Linked DNA regions of Mus musculus: region 1 is linked to region 2. A link is a contact called in public promoter capture Hi-C data. All regions are on one chromosome and are shown on one strand. Each heading gives the region's core, a stretch centred on a gene start, on an enhancer-like site or on the middle of the called end of the contact. The rest is flanking DNA. Distances are from core to core; before and after follow the strand shown. Region 1 overlaps Prom1 (prominin 1). Region 2 holds the start of Bst1 (bone marrow stromal cell antigen 1).

The links. Promoter capture Hi-C pulls out the DNA fragments that hold promoters and counts their contacts.
Region 1: a contact with region 2 is called in a promoter capture Hi-C map of stem cell-derived epiblast-like cells, with 2.1 times the contacts expected there. The contact joins the enhancer-like site here to the promoter of Bst1 in region 2. A contact is called at or near these places in 8 of 39 promoter capture datasets (the 3T3-L1 cell line, the SN4741 cell line, cranial neural crest and 5 more), 8 of 484 Hi-C or Micro-C datasets (B cells, cerebral cortex, cortical neurons and 5 more), 1 of 115 datasets of contacts at active chromatin or transcription factors (bone marrow-derived macrophages) and 2 of 9 other capture datasets (adipose tissue and liver).

The regions. Positions count from the first base shown.
Region 1 is chr5:44,051,114-44,057,075 of GRCm38.p6, forward strand. Prom1 (prominin 1) reads right to left here. Exons shown (of 28, transcript NM_001163577.1): 5 at 4,765-4,970. Among named protein-coding and RNA genes, the nearest start is that of Prom1, 48 kb to the right of the region's middle. Within about 2 kb of position 1,933, at least 21 of the 459 cell types and tissues checked have an H3K27ac peak or open chromatin away from gene starts, as enhancers often do. A contact at or near this core is called in stem cell-derived epiblast-like cells, where this site is marked.
Region 2 is chr5:43,813,825-43,820,277 of GRCm38.p6, forward strand. It overlaps Bst1 (bone marrow stromal cell antigen 1), which reads left to right and starts at 5,069. Exons shown (of 9, transcript NM_009763.3): 1 at 5,069-5,269. The coding sequence starts at 5,103.

The DNA of each region.
Region 1 (5,962 bases), core at 683-3,182, 230 kb after region 2:
GTCAGAAAGAAAGAGAGGAAACAGGGTGGCCTGAGACCTGGAAGATGGCAGGTGGCTGGCAGAACATTTTCTCTGTAGTTCTCCAAAGTAACGCCGCAAAGGAACTTCCCAGCAAACACCTGTAAACTGAGTTCTTACATAAACCTCCCAATGAGCAAATACTAGCAACTGATAAAGACTTTACTGTGTTGACCAATGCTAGTTTCTAGTTATGAGCTCTAACTTAAACCTTTCATTTAAACTAAATAGAGAATGAATGCCTCTATTTGCCATCGAGCTAGACACTCGCTGTTATTCATTGTACTTTAAAGCAAATATTAGAGCCACATAAATTATTTTTTCTTCATTGTAACAGATACCAGTCAATGCCTAGGGCATGAAGACACTGAGAAAAGAATGACCCAAGGCAAACAAGCCATAAAACATCAATGCATGCCCCGTCAGTGGAACCAGATGTAACTCTCCTTAAACTACCAAATAGGTGCTTTGGTGAGGTAGAGTAAAATGTCTTCAGATTCTGCGCAGAAGACAGGAACTTTTATTCCTAGGATAAATGGCATTATGAATTGTTTGTATACTGTGGAAAATAATCTCACACACTTACAAATATAGACTTAAGAGCTTTTAAAGAGGGAGGGGGAGGGCAGATGTGGGATGGGGTGGTGGTGGAAGTGGGATATCATTTGAGATGTAAACAAATGGAATGATTAATAATAATATATAAATAAATTTATAAAAGAAAATATATGTATATACAAACACATATATGCATGTAACAACAAGTAATGAAAAAAAAGGTATGAATTTGAAAGAGAGAAAGAAGGGGTAAATGAGAGGGTTTAGAGGGAAGAAAGGTGAGAAGTAAGATTATGTCAAAAATTAAAAAAAATTTTTTTAAATAAAAAAAAGAGCTTTATAGGCCAAATCTTTAGAAAATGAAGCAATTTTTTCCCCGTCTACAGCCTTCATGAAATTGGCCAGTGAAAAGCCAAACAGATGCTTTTAGCGAGCAGTCACGGAGCTCTTCCTTCTTAAAAGTTACTTATTGAAATTTTAAACAGCCAGATCTCTTGTTCCCATTAACAAAGACTCAAGATACTCTGGCGGGATACATTCTGATCTGTTTTCTTGAGATGCTCTGCCCTCCAAACCAGGGGGTGGTCCGCACATCCTATGCTTAGATAAATGTAGAAGCTTTAGTTCTCCAGGGTAATTGTTACCAAAGCTGACTTCCGATGCTCTCCAGAAACTTCCCAAAACTCAAGGCATGGATGGGTTTAGGCTATTCTTTTCTTTCTAGATTCATCTTTACCTTTATTTGCGTGCATGGTTGTGTGTCTGTGTATGGGTGCATGCAATTGAGTCCAGTGCTCACAGAGTCCGGGAAAGAGTGTTGGGTCCCTGGGGCTAGAGTTACAAGTGGTTGGGAGCTGCCCAGGGAGTGCTTGGACTGCACTTGTGTCCCCTGCAAGAGCAGCAAGCCCTCTAAAACACTAAGCTGTCTTCTCAGCCTTCTTTTCTCTTACATAGCCTTTGGGACACTGACAAATGTAGTTGTTGACAAGTGTGAAGACAAGTTCTTTTTTTTTTTTTTTCTTTCTGAGGAAGTTACATCTGCTGACCCAGCCAAAGGAGTGGGAATGCAATCCTCTGCAGACAGACAGAAGGCAGAACCATGTGGCCAGGTCCCAAGGTTCTCTCTCACATTCTAGAGCTGCCTTTAGGGAAAGCTCAAAGGCAGCGTGACCTCCTAACCTCCTGATTTGAGCCTAGTTCTTAAAGTCTAGGGTATGTAGATGAAAAACATACAAGTCAAATCTGTGGGCGAAGGAAACCCGCATCTCCAGCTTCCTGGAAACACTAGGGAACCCCTGTAGAGTCTGAAGGGTCTTTAGGCTATAACTCGCATTCCTTTGCTAACTTGCCCTCCCCCTTCCCATACTGCCCTGCTGAGTCTAGTCATTCCTGAGAAGGCTTCAAAGGGAAGTAGGGAGAGAGACAGACACTTCAGGAATTACCAGGGAAAGAAGAGATTTGAATTGTTTGCGACAGACAGAGCAGAAAGGTCAGAGATGGAGAACATATGTCCACACTTTGAGTTCAAGTGAGAAAGGAACGAATAAGCAGAAGTGCAGGAAGTTAAGGGCACACGAATCCGGGTCCTGTGTGTGCACATACTAACTAATACTTGGTTAATACTAACTAATACTTGGTTAATGTTTATACTTCTATTATTTTCAGGTAAGCCCTGTCTTTGATCCAGCTGTCACTTCTCTGGGACAAGAGGCACTGAATTGCTTTTGTTGGTGATGGGGAGTCTTTGTTGGTCACGTTTATATCAATACAATAGGTAACCCAGGCCTGCACTAGTAACTCAGGGGTCAAGCAGCTGAGCACCGTCCAGCTCCCCAGAGACCTTCACTTTCTTTACCAGGGACAGCCATTGGCTTCGTCAGTCACTGCACATAATTTTTTTTTTTGGTCAAATATTAAAAGGTGTTTTTCCAAGTGTGGTGGCACATGCCTTTGATCCCAGCACTTTGGAGGCAGAGGCAGGTGGATTTCTGTGAGTTTGAGACCAGCCTGTTCTACAGAGTGAGTTGCAGAATAGCCAGGCTATGTAGAGAAACACTGTCTCAAAGGCAAACAAATGAACAAAGTGTGCTCCCTTTATTGCTTTATCAGATCTGCACATTTCTTTTTCTTGTCATCTTTCTTGGAGGTAGCTCTAGATCGGTGGAATCTTTGGTAGGTATATCTATAAGCCATGCGTCCTGGTCAAGCCTTTAATAATGACCCCCCACTTAAGCACTTCCTCTGGGTTTGGACCCAGAACTTCAATTGTAGGACTTAACTTTGCTTTGTGCTTAAAGTCCCAATTAGTATGGTTAGACTTAAACCATCTTGCAGCTGCTGAGCCAGTGTGGTGGTTTCAGAAAGCAGAGTAGAGGGCTCACCGCTGAGCCTTGTCGTGACTGTAGCCATCAGGTTCAGCACTGTGCACATGACACTTCATTTCTTTTAGTGTAGGAAATGCTCACTGAGGTCAGGCAAGATGGCTCAGTGGGTAAAGGGACTTACTGCCAAGCTTAATGATCAGAGTTCAATCCCCAGATCAGGCATGATGAAGTTAGAGAAGAGACCCTTTCAGGAGTTGCCCCCTGACCTCACTATGTATGCACTCTGTATGTATCTATGTATCCTACCCAACCCTTGGGAGCAAGCACATTTGCCACACACACAATAAATTAAAATAATTATAAAAAAATCTAAAAAGGCATAAGCATAGGAGAGCTGTGTCACAATAAGGGGGGCTCTTGGGGGACAGTCTTCAGCTGGGAAATAGATGTAGCTCCTACAAAACAGCACCGTCTTACAGGCATGCATGTTTCTGATCTGCCATCAGCTGGAAACTTTTATCAACAGCGGGAATTACACATGAATATCCTTGGCTTATGAAGGAATTCTCTAGACTTCACAAGCCGGGGCAAATGGCACACTCAAGAAGAGCAGGTATCAAAATGACTAGGAAGTTCTTTATGTTCAACAATCTTTACAAATTCACAGAGGTCATGGATTCAACTAGCGAACAGAGGCTCTCCTTCCTGCTTCTGCTCAAGCTGTGAGCCTCCACAGAGGTGTCAGAGGAAGGAGGTAAACGCTTTCAGCCATTAAGTTTGCCTGGGGATGGAGACCTGGCTCAGTGGGTAAAAGGGCTTGCCACATAAGCGGAAAGACTTGAACTCAAATCCTAGGACCTTTGTGGCAAACATCTGTAACCTCAGCATGCCTACTGGGCATGGGAGGAGAGGACAAGAGAATCCCTGGAAGCTTGAAGCAGCTAACCTAGAGTTCTCTCAGGGAAAAAAAAACCCAAAGAGGCCTTGCCTTAAGAAACGGGGAAGATGAGGAGTTACTGCCAAGGTTGTCCTGTGACCTCATAGAAGCCATGGCATATGCATACCTGAATTCACACATTCCTGTGTTCCTGGGGGGGGGGGGGGGGCGCATGCACGCGCGCACACACACACACACACACACACACACACACATACACACAACTTATCAGGACATCTACAAGAGGAAAAACTGCCAAAAGGACCTCTCAGGGAGTAAGACAGGACAACTTCCAGACTATGCTATTATTTAGTTGACAGTGGCACCCTTGTGAGTCACTTCCACTGTCCCTTTCTGTTTTGTTTCACTTTAGCTGGGTGTGCTGGGGCATGCCTCTTATCCCAGGACTTGGAAATCAAAATAGGCACACTATTAGATGGCACACTATTAGATGTTCAGGTCCAGCCAGGACTTTTGCAGTCCTTACTAAGTTCAAGGTCAACCGATACTCTATAGTGGGATACTGTCTCCAAAAAAAAAGAGGCTGGGTGTAGTGATACATGCCTTTAATTCCAACACTTTGGGAGGCAGATACAGCTGGATCTCTGCGAGTTCAAGACCAGACTGGTGTGTGTGTGTGTATATATATATATGTGTGTGTGTGTGTGTGTGTGTGTGTGTGTGTGTGTGTGTGTATGTATATAGTGAGTTCCAGGATAGCCAAGTCTACATTGTGAACTCTGGACAGAAGAAAAATGAAAGAAGAAGAAAGATGCAGGAGGAGGGAGGAAAAAAGAAGAAAGACAAAAGAAGAAAGGAGAGGAGGAGGAGGAAGAAATAAAACAAACTCATGGATAAAAGCAGACATCCCCCAATCTCCCTGCAACACCCTAATGGCAGCTGCCTGCGGTTGGAGACTTGACTTGCCTCATGAGCAGACAAATCACCAGGAGGGAGAGGCCCAAGCACTTCCTCCTGCATGGCGCATTCTGCTTCTGCCGCTGGTGCATCTCTCCGCCGCATTTGTTGCAGCAACGGCACATACAAAAGAAGCAGCCCACCAGAGGCATGAGGATAATGAACAGCAGTCCCAGGATGGCGCAGATAAGGACTCCGATCTCATAGAGGGCAATCTGCAACGCAAAGGAAAAGCACAGCATATGTCACGTCACACAAAACAGGAAGAAGATTCCACAGGTGGTAGCTATTGTGAGGACCCCAGTATGCACTCAGTTAAGGACTTTTCCATTTAGAAACTCTCTGTTGAAGAAAGTAGAGTCCTGAATTACCAGAATGCTGGCCAAGAGTTTCATATTCCTTTCAATTACCTGGAAGTTACCCTAAGAGCAAGGTCAAGTGGGAAATGGTTTACTTTCAATTCCAAGGGCATTTTGTTTTCCAGATGGCTTAAAAAAAAAAAAAAAAGCTCTGCATAGAGAGTCGTACATACACAGGGTGCTTTACACCAGGGAGACAGAACAGAACAAGTAGAGATTAGGAAAGATTTGAACCATGTTGGATGGGATTGATTAGTGACAAACTCCATGTTTCTAAAAGTATCTCAATGTTGAACAAAGTATAGACATTCTGAGTGACTCAAGCACAAGGCCTTTACCTTTTCCACACAGACACTGGGAATAACAGTATGGCTCTCATCAGGTCATTGTGAGAAGGAGAGATAACGAATGCTTAAAGAGGGAGCACCTAGGCAATCACCAGGCAAGTGAAGCTTTCTCTGCCGTCCAAGAGGCAGACCTGGTGACTACGGGGGCTTGGCATTGGCAGCCGGTGTCCACACTGGTCCTGAGCTCCCAGGATCCAGCCCAACTCCCACATACAATCATTAGATAGACCTTAACTCTTTTCACTCTCCCTGCTAGCTTGGTCCTGGATCAATCAATGCCCTGGAGGATGAAATAACCTTTCATTCCAGTCTGTGCACAGAGTGACTTGCATTTCTCTTGTTTGGATGCTCACTCCCTGATGCTTTCTTTTGTTTTTGAGACAAACTTCCCTGAATCCCAGGCTGGTCTCAGTAGTAAAAAATGATCCCCTTGCCTCCACCTCTTGGATGCTTCAATCACGGGATGTGTGTCTCCATGCCTAGCTTATGTGGTACTGAGGA
Region 2 (6,453 bases), core at 3,819-6,318:
ACCCCCTCCTTACAAACAAAAAGGGTTTGTTAGTGTTTTTCTACAGGACCAGCCTAGACCTATCCTCACCAACCAAGAAGATGGCCCGACTCTCAACTGACAGATCAAGGTCAGAGGAGGAGGAAGAGGCGGAGGAGATCCCACCTCTTAAAGGAACAACAAGATCTCCTGGAAGGACATTATGACCTGGTAGCGGCTGCCCAGGCCATGTGCCCTCCACAAGCCCCCCTCTCCTCTATTCTTATGGCTGTTTTTGTCCTTCTTCATACTAACTCTGCTACTGCTCAAGCCTCTCTCTAGCCTTCCTAGTACTCACTACTGGAGATTGTCCACCAGGAAGACCCACAACAAACACAACAAAATCATAGGAACCCAGGACTGCCCACTTCCCCCTACAACCCGATTCCATCTCCACTACGCCCCCACCCCCAGCTCTTTCCTCTGCTTTCCTTACTGAAACACAGGTGAATGCCTCCAGGAGGCCTCCACATATGGAGGATACAGATGTCGGAGCTGTAGAATGGAATCCACCGGCTGTGGTGGCACCATGCTCGCCAACCTTAAAACTCCTTTTCAGCTTTCCATCAGTAATCCCTGGGATGAATGTTGGTAGATGGGAGCCATGGGTAAGCTCTACCCTAATGGCTATGCCAAATATCCTGTAGCTGACCTACATGTCTCTTGATAGCTTGTCCCTGCCCCAAATCAGTCTTCATCCATGTTAATATTCATCAACAGGAAAATCAATCTCAGAAGGAGCTCCAAGCTACCCTTTCCTGGCAATGATACATCCAGTATGGCAGCTGACATCTGTCCCCTAACCACCCACCCTAACTCCTCCCAATGCTTTTCCTGTGCTTCTCTTTTCTGAATGGATTGGCAGCTGTTCCCATTAACATTTCTTTTCATGAACTCCCTGGATCCTTACCCACAGGAAAATCACAAGACATTCCTTCCTTTGATCTACCCTCTCCCTTTGCCTGGTAGGACTCTCCTCAAGACTCCATCCTACATGCATGTGTCCATTACCAAACCAATATGTGCTAAATCCCCCCTCACCCCTCGTGCTCTTTTCTGGTGCGGAGGCACTACAGGTTCCTGCATAAGCCTCCCTTTTCAAGGTTCCTACACCCCTGTATTGATTGTTCCCCAGGTTTATCTTTACAAACCTGAAGAACTCGCCTTACAGCTGGGAGGAGCTCAGAAGAAGAGAGAGATCTTCATCCCTCGGCTGGTCAGATTGGGGCTCTCTGTCTCACTAGGCATAGCAGGAACCACTGGAGCAGCCCTCGTCCAAACACACCTTCTGTTCAGTGACTTCCAAGACAAACTTGGCCAGTCAATGGCCTCCACTGCAGACACCCTTGAGTCCTTTCTATGCCAGATAATGTCCTTAGCAAGAGTTGCTCTTCAAAACCTGAGTCTCAGCCGGGCGTGGTGGTGCATGCCTTTAATCCCAGCACTCAGGAGGCAGAGGCAGGTGGGTTTCTGAGTTTGAGGCCAGCCTAGTCTACAAAGTGAGTTCCAGGACAGCCAGGGCTACACAGAGAAACCCTGTCTCAAAAAACAAAAACAAAAAACAAACAAACAGACAATCAAACAAAAACCCCGAGGACTTACTGACTGCTGAACAGAGAGGGACACGCATTTTGCTAGGGGGAGAAATGTTTCTTCTATGTCAATGAATCCGGGCTGGTAGAACAAGGCATACACATGCTCAAAGATCTTAGGGGAGATCCTCAGGCACACTATGCTACCCACACCCCTACCTTACGGTACTTACATCCCTTGGTAGCTTGACTTCTTCCCCTCCTTGGTCCCACACTAGCCATTGGAGCCCTGGCACCTTGACTTACCCGATTTCTAAAACTGCACATGAGTATCATTAAAAAGATCACTACTAATCAGGTTTTGTTTCGATGCCAAACCATTTCCAATACAGGAGACAGTTAATTCAATGACACTTCTCCTTTATATTACCAAAAAGGAGTTGTGGGGCAAGTTAAATGTGCCACCAGACAGAAGAACTGGTAAGGCTGAGTGAGCTCAGATTCCTGGAATCTCAGAGACTTGAGATCAGCAGGAGTCCAGCCACACCCTATCCATATTTGTACCTGCCTAACCATGACACCCCACTGAGAGAACCAGGCAGTCAGTCAGTCACATAGGCAACACTGACGTCCTTTCCCATGCAAATAGAGCATCACTCTATATCTCACACTGAGCCAATAGGAAACATCTACCCTTAAATCCCACCCCACCCATCAATGTTTATATAGTCTCTGATCACAAGGAATAAAGCACACAAGTTATTTGATGGAGGACTATCTGAGAGTGACTGTTTTTACTGAGCTGTAACACTTGGGGAAGAGTTCTCTCACCCGAAACATTTATCAATGACCTTGGACCTGCCTAACTGGCCAGACCCGTGTCTCTGCTGCCCCAGCTGCCCCAGCCACCCCTGCCTCTGGAGCTGGTGCGGCTGGTGGTAGCTGATGAGAGACCGAGAAACTCGACTACCTGCCCTGAGCCTGCCCAAACCTTCTTGTTTCTCTTCTAAGAGCTGTAACACTTTGGGTATTCCGGGCCAGACCAGAGCCTGGTGGAACATATTTGTGTCCCAATTCTCTTCGCTCTCTCGACAGACAGAGGACATCAACTATGACTTACAAATGAAAGTGAAGTCTGTGATTTCTAAAAGAATCAGTTGCAGACTCTAAGTGCATTTTTGGAACTGTTATTTAGGCTGCTTTTTATTAGTAGCAACTATGATATTTCAATTAAAATGGAAGAAATACTTTTAAAATGAGTCTTTTTTTTTTAAGACACACGTTTAAGTTCAACTTTTGGATCTGTGAGTGTTAATGCTGACAGTAATGGAGAATACTGTTCCTAATTTGGTAGCTTCAACTTCAGTTGAGTCACATTTCAGAAAGGAAAAAGTGAGCTTAAAGCATAATAATGAAGATTACTTAAAATATGGCTTTATCAAATGTGCAGAGCCCTTTGGAAATGAAAGACATCCAAGTATCGTTTGTAATAATATTCTTGCAAATAAAAGCTTAAAACCTTCCAAAATAAAGGGGTGCTCAGAAACTTAGAATGATGTAGTTAATGGTGAGACAATTGAATGTTTTCAAAGAAAGAAAAAAGACATAAAACTATCAACGTGGTTGTCCTTCTTTTGATAGGAAGGAGTCCTGAGTGTCTTACACAGATGGTGAAGGAATTGTCCCAGCTTATTTGATTCTGGTGTGGACAATTTCTAGTGATGAGTCAGCAGAGAAGCTGAAAATGAAACTTAGGAATAACACAGTAGCTCTTCTAATCTGTAGTATTGCAGAACCATTAGAAATGTTGCTTATTATTCAGTTATAACCCAGGATAGATTTTGCAATCCAGCATGATAAAAAATACCCATGAGGGGAGCCACACAACACTATTAAAGTTTATGTAAAATGTGTGTGTGGAGAAGATTTTATGGAAGATATTTTTGCTTTTTAAATTTAACCTCACATCTGAGTCTTTATATAATTTTAAAGAATTAGAAAAGCATATATATGGTCAATATCAAATAAGCTGGAAAGTTACAAATGATCACAAGAGATGGAGCAGCAAGTTCCACTGAGAACACAGAGGTGAGCTAACACTACGCTAGAAATGGCTAGCAACACACTTGCAGTTTCTGTGTCATCTGCTGAGTTGCTTTCCCGTCCAGAGAAATTCCACAGGTTGTCACAGAAGTATAGAAAGCGCAGTGAAAAGTTTCCCTTTGACAAGGAAGCCCACTGAGTAGCTGATCTCTTGAAACATTTGATTCAGATATTGGAATTACTCATACTGACCTGCTCTAGCACAACACAGTATGTTGGGTTTTCCCAAAAGAAAGTAGTTGGCGGGGCTTAGGAATTCAGGAAAGAAATTCACATTTTCCTCACAGGAAAAAAAAATCTCACTTAGGAAATTGTTTTTGAAAATGATCTTTGTGTAACAATCTTGGCATATTATAGTGATTGGTTTTTTGGGGGTTTTGGGGACTTTTGGGGTTGCTGTTTATTTACTTTTTTTGGCAATTTCTTTTTTAAAGAAAGATTTTTTTATTTACATTTCAAATATTATCCCCTTTCCTGGTTTCCCCTCTGAAAATTCCCTCTCCCCTCTCCCCTCCCCCTGCTCCCTAACCCTCTCACTCCCATTCCTGGTCCTGATATTCCCTTATACTGGGGCATAGAGCCTTCACTACCATGCAAGGCAATCATCACAGAACTCCAGAATATGAGTGTAAACATCTCTAATGGGTATTTTGGCTTCATTGGAGTTATCCTTTGGTCTTCAAAAATTCACATCCATCCTACATGATAAATTCCTTTACCTAACCTACCGTCCCCTACAATTATGAACTTATTTTAGTATCAATTCAAGTCCCCAAATCTCACATCTAAACTGCCTAAATTACAAAGGAGTGTAGCTCTGACCGTACTGTATTCTCAGACAAAGTTATCTGTGAGCACTTGGAAAACTAGAAAACAAGCCCTGTGCTCCAGAATCCATGGGGCAGGTGTAAGTGATGCCTGTGGACGATGTCCCTCACAAAGGAAGAAAAGGAAAGACAAAACAGGCACCAGTCAGTCACATCCAGAGTCCACCCAGACAAACTCCCTAAGAGTCAACTTAGGAATGGCATGTGATTCTTGTCTGTGCCCTTGTGCCTTCGGCTTTTCTCAAAGCCATCAATTTTCACTAAGGGTAGCACATGTCTCTCCTGGAAAGACTGTGTGAACCAGGACAGAATTTAAGTTTGCTTAGGGCTCACATGGTAACAGATTTCTATAGAGGTGTGTGTGTGTGTGTGTGTGTGTGTGTGCGCGCGCGCGCTTCAAATTCCCATTCCCTTTGGGGTCCCTCCACGAGGCGTCTTTTGCCAGGCAATGCCCTAAGTTTAATTTCTGTCGTAATGGAAGAGGAAAGAGGATGGGAGGTGGGCTGGCTTGGCATCTGGATGAGTCCTGCCAAAGCTCAGCTAAGGGGAACCGCCTCCTCAGTGGAAGAGGAACTGGGAGGAGTCCAAGAGGCCACGGGCTAGAGGAATCAAAGTCTTCTTGATGGCTGTCCAGGGAGGCCTGTTGTCTCTGTGGCTGTGGCTATGGCTGTCCTTGCTGACAGTGCTTCTGGGGGCAAGAGCGCGGTGGACAGGGGAGGGTACCACTCCTCACCTCCAGAGCATCTTCCTGGGCCGCTGCGCAGAGTACACCACGCTGCTGAGCCTGGGGTAAGTGCTAAGCCAGACAGTGAAAAGGCAGAAGGGTGGGGTGAGGTGAGGGCTTTGGAAAGTCAGGTGGAGGGACTAGCGGGACTCCATGCAGGTGATGTGTATGTAGGTGATTCTTAGGGACAAGATCCCCTGTGCAGGGGATTTCCAGACCCGGGAGGAAACTGCTAAGGCTGCCCCTGTGGGTGTAGAGGTGAGGAGAAAGCTGTAATGCGACACCAGTCTAGAGGTGAATTTGAGTGAAAGAGCCTTGCCTACTATCAACAACTGCCAGTTTGGGTATTTTGAGCACCACTTGGGAATTAGCTCCCCTTGTCCCATCTAGAGGATTCTGGTTCCCCCTACCTTGTGCACACTGTGTTTCCTATTGAAATAATTTCCTTCTCTGGATCTGCTTTTTTGTGTTGTTACACCACTCTTTCTCATGCCAGTTGTTTTTAATTGGGATGCAGCTCAATAAAATAAAATGAGAGAATAACATAAGAAGTCAGGTTGGTCATTGTCACCAAAGGTAGGACAACATGACCATTGCTATAGAACGTGATTTTGAAAGGCGTCCTGGACCTCAGGAGTGAAAACTGGCCCCAGAAGCCACTCTGACTCAGTAGAGGAAACTGCTCCCAACACTTGGCATCCACTCCTATCTTCCCAAGTCTTGCCTCCTGACTTGACCTCAGTGGGCCCAGAGACTCGCCCTCTAATGAACCTGAACAAGGAGCTCCACTCTTGTGTCTTAATGAATAGGCGAAAGCCAGAGGTGTGGTTCAGTGCTAGAACAGTTGACTACATGATACATGTGCAGTACCTCCACCACAGACAGAGGGGGGGGAAGGGGGAGGGGAGGGGAAGGGGGAGGGGGAGGGAGAGGGGGACGGAGAGGGAGGGGGGAGGGAGAGGGAGAAGGAGAGTTCTGAAAACCAGAAGTTTCCTGGTTTATTGACATTGAAATTGTCACTTTCTAGCATCACTTTTATCTGTGGCCTTGTCTGCTTCTGTCATAAGTCTGGAGGTGGGGATGGGGTAGGGGACTGCTTTCCTTAAACTGGAGAACTCTGTTTTGTTGTGTGCACAGAATGTGTGTGTGTGTGTGTGTGTGTGTGTGTGTGTGTGTGTGTGTATGTGTGTGTGTTGTGCCTGTGCCCACAGAGAGGAAGACAGCCTACTCTATCATTTTCTGTCTTAGT